Regions from separate parts of the Mus musculus genome. Here region 2 is linked to region 1. The links are chromatin contacts, called in public Hi-C maps. All regions are on one chromosome and are shown on one strand. The core of a region is the stretch at or near the end of the contact, and the rest is flanking DNA. Distances in the headings are between cores, read along the strand shown.

Evidence for each region. A called contact is a pair of places that touch in the nucleus more often than the background predicts.
Region 2: a contact with region 1 is called in a Hi-C map of cerebral cortex, with 4 times the contacts expected there. The contact joins two enhancer-like sites. A contact is called at or near these places in 2 of 484 Hi-C or Micro-C datasets (cerebral cortex and cortical neurons) and 1 of 9 other capture datasets (embryonic stem cells).

What each region holds. Positions count from the first base shown.
Region 1 is chr14:71,889,807-71,893,816 of GRCm38.p6, forward strand. The region is part of intron 3 of 4930434J06Rik (RIKEN cDNA 4930434J06 gene); the gene reads left to right. Among named protein-coding and RNA genes, the nearest start is that of 4930434J06Rik, 35 kb to the left of the region's middle. Within about 2 kb of position 2,080, at least 2 of the 459 cell types and tissues checked have an H3K27ac peak or open chromatin away from gene starts, as enhancers often do. A contact at or near this core is called in cerebral cortex, where this site is marked.
Region 2 is chr14:72,290,794-72,294,803 of GRCm38.p6, forward strand. No RefSeq gene overlaps it. Among named protein-coding and RNA genes, the nearest start is that of Gm41205, 110 kb to the left of the region's middle. Within about 2 kb of position 2,083, at least 14 of the 459 cell types and tissues checked have an H3K27ac peak or open chromatin away from gene starts, as enhancers often do. A contact at or near this core is called in cerebral cortex, where this site is marked.

The DNA.
Region 1 (4,010 bases), core at 830-3,329:
TATAACTTGTAATTTTGTTAGTTATGAATAAAAAGTAAGTATTTAATATACAAGATATTTCACATGCCACCTCCAAGGGGGTCAAGACCCACAAGTTGAGGACTGCTGCTCTAGAGCCCTTTATCTTCCTCTTCTATCTCCAAATAAACACAGTATCTGAACAATTTTGGGTGGAAAAAATAAAGAGAATGACTGTAGGGAAAGGACGATTATATTAAATAGCACCCCTTTACTGTAATAAAATACCTGAGCCCAATAGCTTATAAGAGAAACAGTTTATTTAGCCAATTGCTTTGATGTCTTCAAGTCATAATGAAGTGGCCTTGTTGCTTTGGGCCTCTGGTGGGGTGATAGGTGAGAATGAATGGAAATGCATATCAGAAGAACCCCTTGGATTAATGACCAGACAGCTGTTCATAACGAGAAAACAAGAATCAGGACCCGAAAACTCCTTCAAAGTCATGCAGAGCCTATGTCCAAAAGATCCACAGGACTCCCAGAAGCATGTTTTACCACCTGTACAGAGGTAGACATTTTAGAAGCTACTTCTCCTAACTGTGGGAGGAGTGTGTTTCTAAATGGTTCATTCTAGATATTCATTTATATTGAACTCTTCAATCAAATCCAAATGCCTGTGGCAAGGGATTGGAGCTTTATTAATGAATGTTAGATACATGGAGGCTACCAGAGAAATGAAAGAAAGAAACCATTTGCCTCTGGAAATGTGATCTTGTTTCCTAGGAAGGAAACACAGTTGTCCTGTCCAAAAGGGCCAGTTCTAAAATAGAGAGGGAAACAGCAGGACCTCTGTGGGTCAAACTCTAAGTAAGTATGCAATGAAGCTGCTTCATTCCTGCCCTCTCCTCTGCCCCCAGAAATTCCCTTTGTACTTCTCTCTGTCTTCCCAAAGATTAGTGATTCAGCCAACCTCCTGGTTATCAGGACATAGATCAAGGCTTAGAGTAGAACAGGTTGGGGGGGAAAGCTCACTTGGTACAGTGTTTTGCTGCATGGGCATGAAGACCTGGGTTTGGATCCCCAGCATCCCCCAAAATCTGAGCACTGTGGCATTCATGTGTAAGCTCTGTCCTGGGTAGGCAGAGAGAGATAAGTGGTACCCTGGGACATGTTGACCTGCCAGTCTAGCCAAATCAGCACTCCCCTGGTTCAGTGAGAGTGGGAAAGATGCTCGCAATTCAGCTCTCATTTCTATATGCATATTTGCATGTTTATGTACACAGATACACACACACACACACACACATACACACACACACTGGGATTAACTAGCATAGCAAGTACCATACAGGAGCTCTGTTTAAGTGCCATTTTTAATGTCAGCATTGACTAAGCATGAGCAGAATACTAAACATGGTACAAGTTGACACATCAGAACAATCAGAGCAGCTACAATCCATGCTGGAAAATTTACAACCCTGGTTGCTATGTTTTTAAACAGTGTCTGTTCACTGCAGACTATGTAAGATAAAGTTCCAAGACTCCTGACATTGTTCTGTCACTGTCTAGCTGAAGTGCATAGTTTGATTCTAACCTTGTGACTTACAAAGTAAAGTACCACTGTCTAAATGGTTGATCTTCACATTTATAAAACAAAATAAAATGCACCAAATTAACCAAAACCAAAACAACGACTCATGCTTTGACCATCACCCTCTGAATTTCTGTGACTCACTCCGGCCCTGCTGCTGGCACCCTCACTCAGCTTCTGGCTGGTTTCAACGTCTTCATCCAACTCTTGCCTCTCAGCCTGGTTCTGGCTTCCCAGTTACTAAGCACCAGTTTAGGGAGCCCTGGCTTCCCACGCGTCCTGCTGAAGGTTACAGTTTCTCCAGGAGCACACTCTATACCACTCTATTTCAAAACATCACTTTGTGTTATTTGTATTTCCTTATTTGATTCTCTTATCCACTAGACTGTGAGATCCTCAAGGACAGAGACTATGTTTTATTCATCTTTGTGTTTCTTGCAGTGCTTATCATGATGCTGAGCCAGATAGGCCTCAGTAAATGTGGGTTGAATGCCTGTCTGTCAGAAAAGTCCCCACATGCACGCAGTCAGCCTTGCAGCCAGCTCCTAACACTTTCCTTCTCTCTCAGCTCAGGCTCTGCCCTGAGACAGATAGGATAAGGTCTGCACAAAAGCAACAAAGTGTTTAAATCAATGACTCTCATAGAGGGGCCTGAGCAAAATCTTTGTTGACAAATTGAATGCCTAAAAGGAGATTTCACAGCCTATCCCTGTCTAGCACAGCAAATTCTGAAAAAAAAAAATGCGTTTTTCATAGTTGCCTCCCACTAGCACCTACATGTTATCCATGGGACTGAGCCAGCTGATCTTAAATGAGATCATCTCTGTCACAGACCACCTGTGTCACAAAATAACCAGAACCGTTAGCACTTTAGCTCTCCTGGTAAACTAGAGGGTGATTCAGTAGTAGGATCACAATGAACTGCATTCTGAGAACTAATTCATGACTATCATATATCTATAGCTGGCTATATATTGAGCATAAAGTACTAATGGGCTATGGTTGTGTTATGCCTCCAGACTTAACCTCCACTTCAACAGTAGTGGGAGATGAGGTAAACAGGTGTGTAGGTCATGAAGTCCCCCCCCCATAATTAGCTAATGATAAAGAGGCTTGAAGCTGTAGTTTGATTCTACTACCCATTCCCCGCTTTTCTCATCATTTTGCTTTCTACTATGACCAAAGAAAGTGAAACTATCACTAGATGTGGGTCCCTTGACTGGGAGCTTATCAGTATCCAGAAAAATACATTTATGCGTTGCACTTCTATACGTTATAATTATGCCCTTAAGTCATCCATCTCAGGAATCCTCTTATATCAGCATAAAATGAATAAAGAGAGGCTCCACGTCTCCCCAAAGACTCCCGCAACTTCTCTAAGCCCCACCTCTTATGTCTTTTCATCTCTTAGTAATTAAATGCCAGCAAGTCCCTGATCACTTCCTTAGATTTTTGCCATCATTTCTTCCACTTACCCTCTCCCCCTGGAGAAAAGAGTAAGGGACAAAATAAAAGCTTCTGTGGAGAAGCAGGAGAAACAAATGCCTTGCATACTTTATAAATCCTGTAGCTTGGACTTGATCAAAGCAAAGAGCTGTAGAGAGCTCTTAATAATTCTTGGGTGCTTATGGGATCTGGGCATGTATTGGAATTCCATACCATCTTGTTCCATTCCCTGAATGACTTCATGGGTTGGGTGACCATTTCTCTGTTTTGCATTTGTAAGTGGCAAACTGATCTATAGAGAGTTGAATCTATAGATTCAAGCATGTCCTACCACAATGTAGGATATGATCCTGCTTCTAGTTGCCAGCCATTCTTAATTGAGAGAGTTCTGTTGGTTGAAAGACTTATTTCTGAGACCGCATGCCTTTTCTGTCTTTGCTCCTCCAAGACTTTGAGATAAACATTTCCCAGTATTCTTTAAGTTCACTCCCTTAAGTTCTTTGCTTCAGAATATGCCTCTTCACCTCGGTTGTCTCTCCTCCTCCCAAGCTGTGTTTTGCTTTGGGCCATCACACAATGTGGGGAATATTTAATCCCAGCAAGTCTTGAAGGATGTACACCATTAATTTTAACCTGTTCAATTGTCCAATCTATTGCAAAATGTCCAATAGATGACTGAAGAGTCTTTAGTCACCCATTCTTGTTTGCAGTTTTGTGACTCAAGCAGTCAATGGATTATTTACTAATAGGACCGTTGGGTACCATGGACAGTTCCTTTGTTATTTGTTCTCCCTTTCTACTTTAGAAATGCTCTATCAAGATATACATCTTTTTTCCCCCTCAGAAAGACAAAAACACACATAAAAAGTCAGAATTTCAGGTGGGAGGGAAAGAGAGGGGACAAGACAGGAGGACAAATTCATGTTGGTAAGCTTTGCTTTTCCCTTGGTAGGAAAGCAGTAATCTGGCTTTCCCATTACATGAGCCTCTGATTTTCATCCATAAAGCTGTTCTA
Region 2 (4,010 bases), core at 833-3,332, 400 kb after region 1:
GTCCTATACAATCCAAAGAGAGAAGGAGGGTCCTGATAAATCGTCTGTCCCAGAAAAGAAAGATCTGTAGCAATTGACTCCAAATGAAATTCCCCAAGGTCAGGAGCTGGAGAGGAAAGCACGGTGAACTGTCTCTCAAGCTCACTGTCATTCTTGTAGAGCTTGCTGTTCTCTTTCACAGTGGCAAACAGACAGAAGATGCTACACTCTGAAGAGATTCCTTATGACAATCTACCCACCAGCCTCTCTGTCTCTCTGCCTGCTAAGCCTGATTCTGAGCTGAAGTCATACAAGATATCCTACGAGACAAAGCCCCTCAAATCCCAGGGAAGTCACACAAAAAAGTTTCACTTGTGACAATGGTAGTACAAGGGCACAGGTTGCTTTCACTAGGGCTCTGTCATCTGCAGTGTGTGGAAGGTTGTCACAGAAGACGGAGAAGAAGCAGGGACTTGTGGGTGAGAGGCTGTTCCTAGCCAGGCGTATAACGATAGCACACTTGGCTTCCCCATCACATCTCATAGACAAACACACTGTCACTAAACCACCTTAAACTACAGAGGGGCCAGGAAATGTAGTCCGGAAACATTGATCCCATCCAGGAAATCAGTGAAGGAGCTTGGTGCCAGCAGCTCTGCCCGCCAGCAGCAAACAGAGGCCAACAGCCGCAGTTGTGACCTTAGGGCTGTATTTGCAGGTACACCGTGTGCTGTCCTCATTTTCTCCTTCATCCTAGCCCTCATTACCTACAAGGTTTCATATATAATTTTGTGTTGTCCTGAACTTTTATTCCCTGGGTCATGGACAAGCAGAGTAGGAGAATCAAAAGCATTCACCAACAGATGTTCAGGTGAAAGAGCGTCTAAGAGGAGGAGCTATTAGTGCTCGTTGAGTATGTCTTGTCTGAAATACTCAAAATCATAAAGATTGAAGAGGTTTTTTTCTTTTCATTTTTTGAGATTTGAAAATATTTGCATAGACTTTACCAGCTAAGCAGCATCCATAATCCTGAAGTGTGAAATCTCAAATGTTCTAAAATCCAGAAAAATTTTGAACATCATGTCAACATTCAAAATTTCTGGGATTTGAGATGCTCATCTTGTTACAGAAAACAGGAAGTTATCCTGTGAATTGCTGTAGTGGTTTGAATGAGAATGGCCCATTTGGGGCTAATTACCCTGGGTTTTGAAGTTCTAAGGCATGAGGAGTAAAAAAACAATGCCCTGAGAGACAAGTGTACTCAGCTTGTTCAGACTGCCATTGCATCATTGACAAAGGAAGGGACCTCTCTGCCCAGCTCCTGCACACCCAGGCCTGGTTGGCATGCGGAAGACTGTTGTTTGGGGCCAGCTGTTTGATCATGCTTTGATCAATATCAGTAATGTGAATTCAAATTAATGTGACCACAAAATCCCACCAGCTCAACAAAAACGCAATTGTCCATGCTTTACTGTAAGTACCACTGTGACTATAACTGCTGGTTTCCTGTCTTCATACCCATAAGGTCATGAAGCTTGTCTTACTCATGCTCTGCCTAATTGGGGTTCAGTAAATGCTTATCCACTGACAGCTGGCCTATTCTTTTGCCAGCTACCCAAGTATTCCCTTCTATCTGCTTGAGCTGATTCCAGAGAAACCCAGGATCAGGCTTCTACTAGGCCCACTCTTTGTGTCCATTAAGGTGTGACTCTGTTCGGAGATTGCGTTTGTATCTCTAAATTCTGTGTGTCCTTGCCCTACCTGGCACCTAACCTCACTGTCTTCTTTACATGCAACTCAGACCCTTTGTGCATTCTGCCGTGTATGCATGCACAGCGGGGACCCATGTAACTGGGCCTGAGCAACAGGCATGAGATTTGGCTGGAGCAGCAATGGTGTCTAGCTATAACCCTGTGTTGAGATAAAGGATGGTTCAGGAGTTCCTTAGGCACTGTCAAATAAGTGTATCAGCAGAATGGGAAGTGGCAGAGGGCAAAGTCTGCCTGTGTAATTCCCAGCAAGTGATCACATCTCCTATGCTCTGCTGAGCTACTGAACAAAGCAGCCTTTAGATAAGCAGTGCTCAGTGTGGGTGGCTCCCAGCCAGCCTTCAAGAGGAGCAGACTGCTCCACACACTCACCAATGAAGCTGACCTCCCTGGAGGGGTCCTCTGCTGGCCTCGGTGTCCTTGAGGCTCCTGCTAGTATCTGTTCCGCATTCACTGAACACCAAGGCCATGCACTATGGATAAAAAAAAAAAAAAAATACCACCATCCCCGCTGCCAATTACCTACCAGTCCTGAGCCAGAGTTGAGAGTTCCCTTAAACAACAGAAGGATCACATTCCTGTTCAGCAACCTGCCATAGCTTCCCACTCACCGTCACTAACTCATGCTGACTTCCAAGCAACCATCCCTGACCGGGACCCCAGATCGCTCCCTCTTTGCGGGTAAAATGTCCTCATTGTGCCAGCTCATGCTCCCCCTTCTCTTTGCCAGGTAAGCTATGAGTTTTTAATTTAAACCCTGCAGGAACAAGCTCACGGCCCATTAGCCCAGTGAGCTCCTTCTTTTTCTGAAGTCTGGTCCCACCAACAGTATGCTGCAGCCTTCCACTACAGCATTCTCTTAATCTCTCCTTGTGCCTCTTTCCATCCCTGTCCCTCTCCCCACTCCCCCCCCACGCCCACCCCCCACACACACACTCAAGGTTTTGAAGAATAAAGACTGTGTAAACTTCATTCTGTGCATGAGTCACTGGCAAGACCTTCTTGATACAGGCTTTTCCCAGCAGTCAAGCAAACTCCTCCGAATAGCTTATGCCAGTCTCAGCACTGTGCCCTTCCCTTAGTGACCATAGATAATCCCTGACATGAGGAGAAACTACATGCCCATCCTCAGAGCCTACTGAGGAAACAGGAGGTCACACCTGGGCACATTAGTAACCAGGTGTGTTCATATCCAGTCTGAGGCTCTTACCTCAGCTGGCCAGGGGTGTGAAGAGGAGCTAAGGACCCTGGAGGGTGGCAATGTCGACATCTGCTCTTCTATGAGAGGTGGCCTTGCAGCCACTACGACTTACCCCATGAGCCAAAACAAACACCTACATCAGACCACACCTACATTTTCATTACAGGCCTCTTGCTCAACACCTTATCCTGGACCTGCCTTTCAGAGATTTACTATTTTGTATGTTAGACTATTGCCATCTAGTGGCCATCCATAATAGTTTCAACCCTCCCCCCCCCCCTTTTTGGTATGTTTTCTATGCATATGAGCATTTTGCCTGTATGATGTGCACCACACGTGTGCCTGCCTCCCTCAGAAGTTATAATAGGGCATCAGATTCTTTGAAAAGTTACTAACAGTTGTGAGCCATCATATGTGGCCTGAGTCTCAAACCCAGGTCCTCTGCAAGAGCACTAAGCGCTCGGAGCCTACACCCTTGTCTCAAAGGGAGCCATCTCTACACCCTTGTCTCGAAGCCGCATAAATGCCCACTTGTACCAGGCGTGGTGGCGCATGCCTTAATCCCAGCACTCTGGAGGCAGAGGCAGGAGGATCTCTGAGTTCAAGGCCTGATCTTTAAATGGGGTTTTCAGGACAGCCAGGACTACCCAGAGAACCCCTGTCTTGAAAACCCAAACCAAACAAACAAAATCAAGTGACCGCGGCAGAGAGATTCCCTGTTCTCAGTCACGGACTTGAGTGCACTGACTTCACTCTCAGTAACACCCTGGGTGAAAGAGTTTCTGAAGAGCTCAAGAACAAGAACGGAAAGCATGGAGGGAAGAAAAACAAGGAAGAAGGGAGGGATGGGAGCCAGGGAATCTTGCAAACCCTAAATCTGTAGCTACAAAGGGATGTAGAAAACCTCGGCTGAAGGAAGGAAGAAGGAAGAGCAAAGGGAGTCTCGCAAACCAGGGATGAGGAAGTGGAGCAGGTGGCCTGAGGGGGAGAAAGGCAAGCCTGGGGTGGGTAGACAGTGCAGATGCACCAAAGCTGAGCTTGACCCTAGCTTGAACCATGGA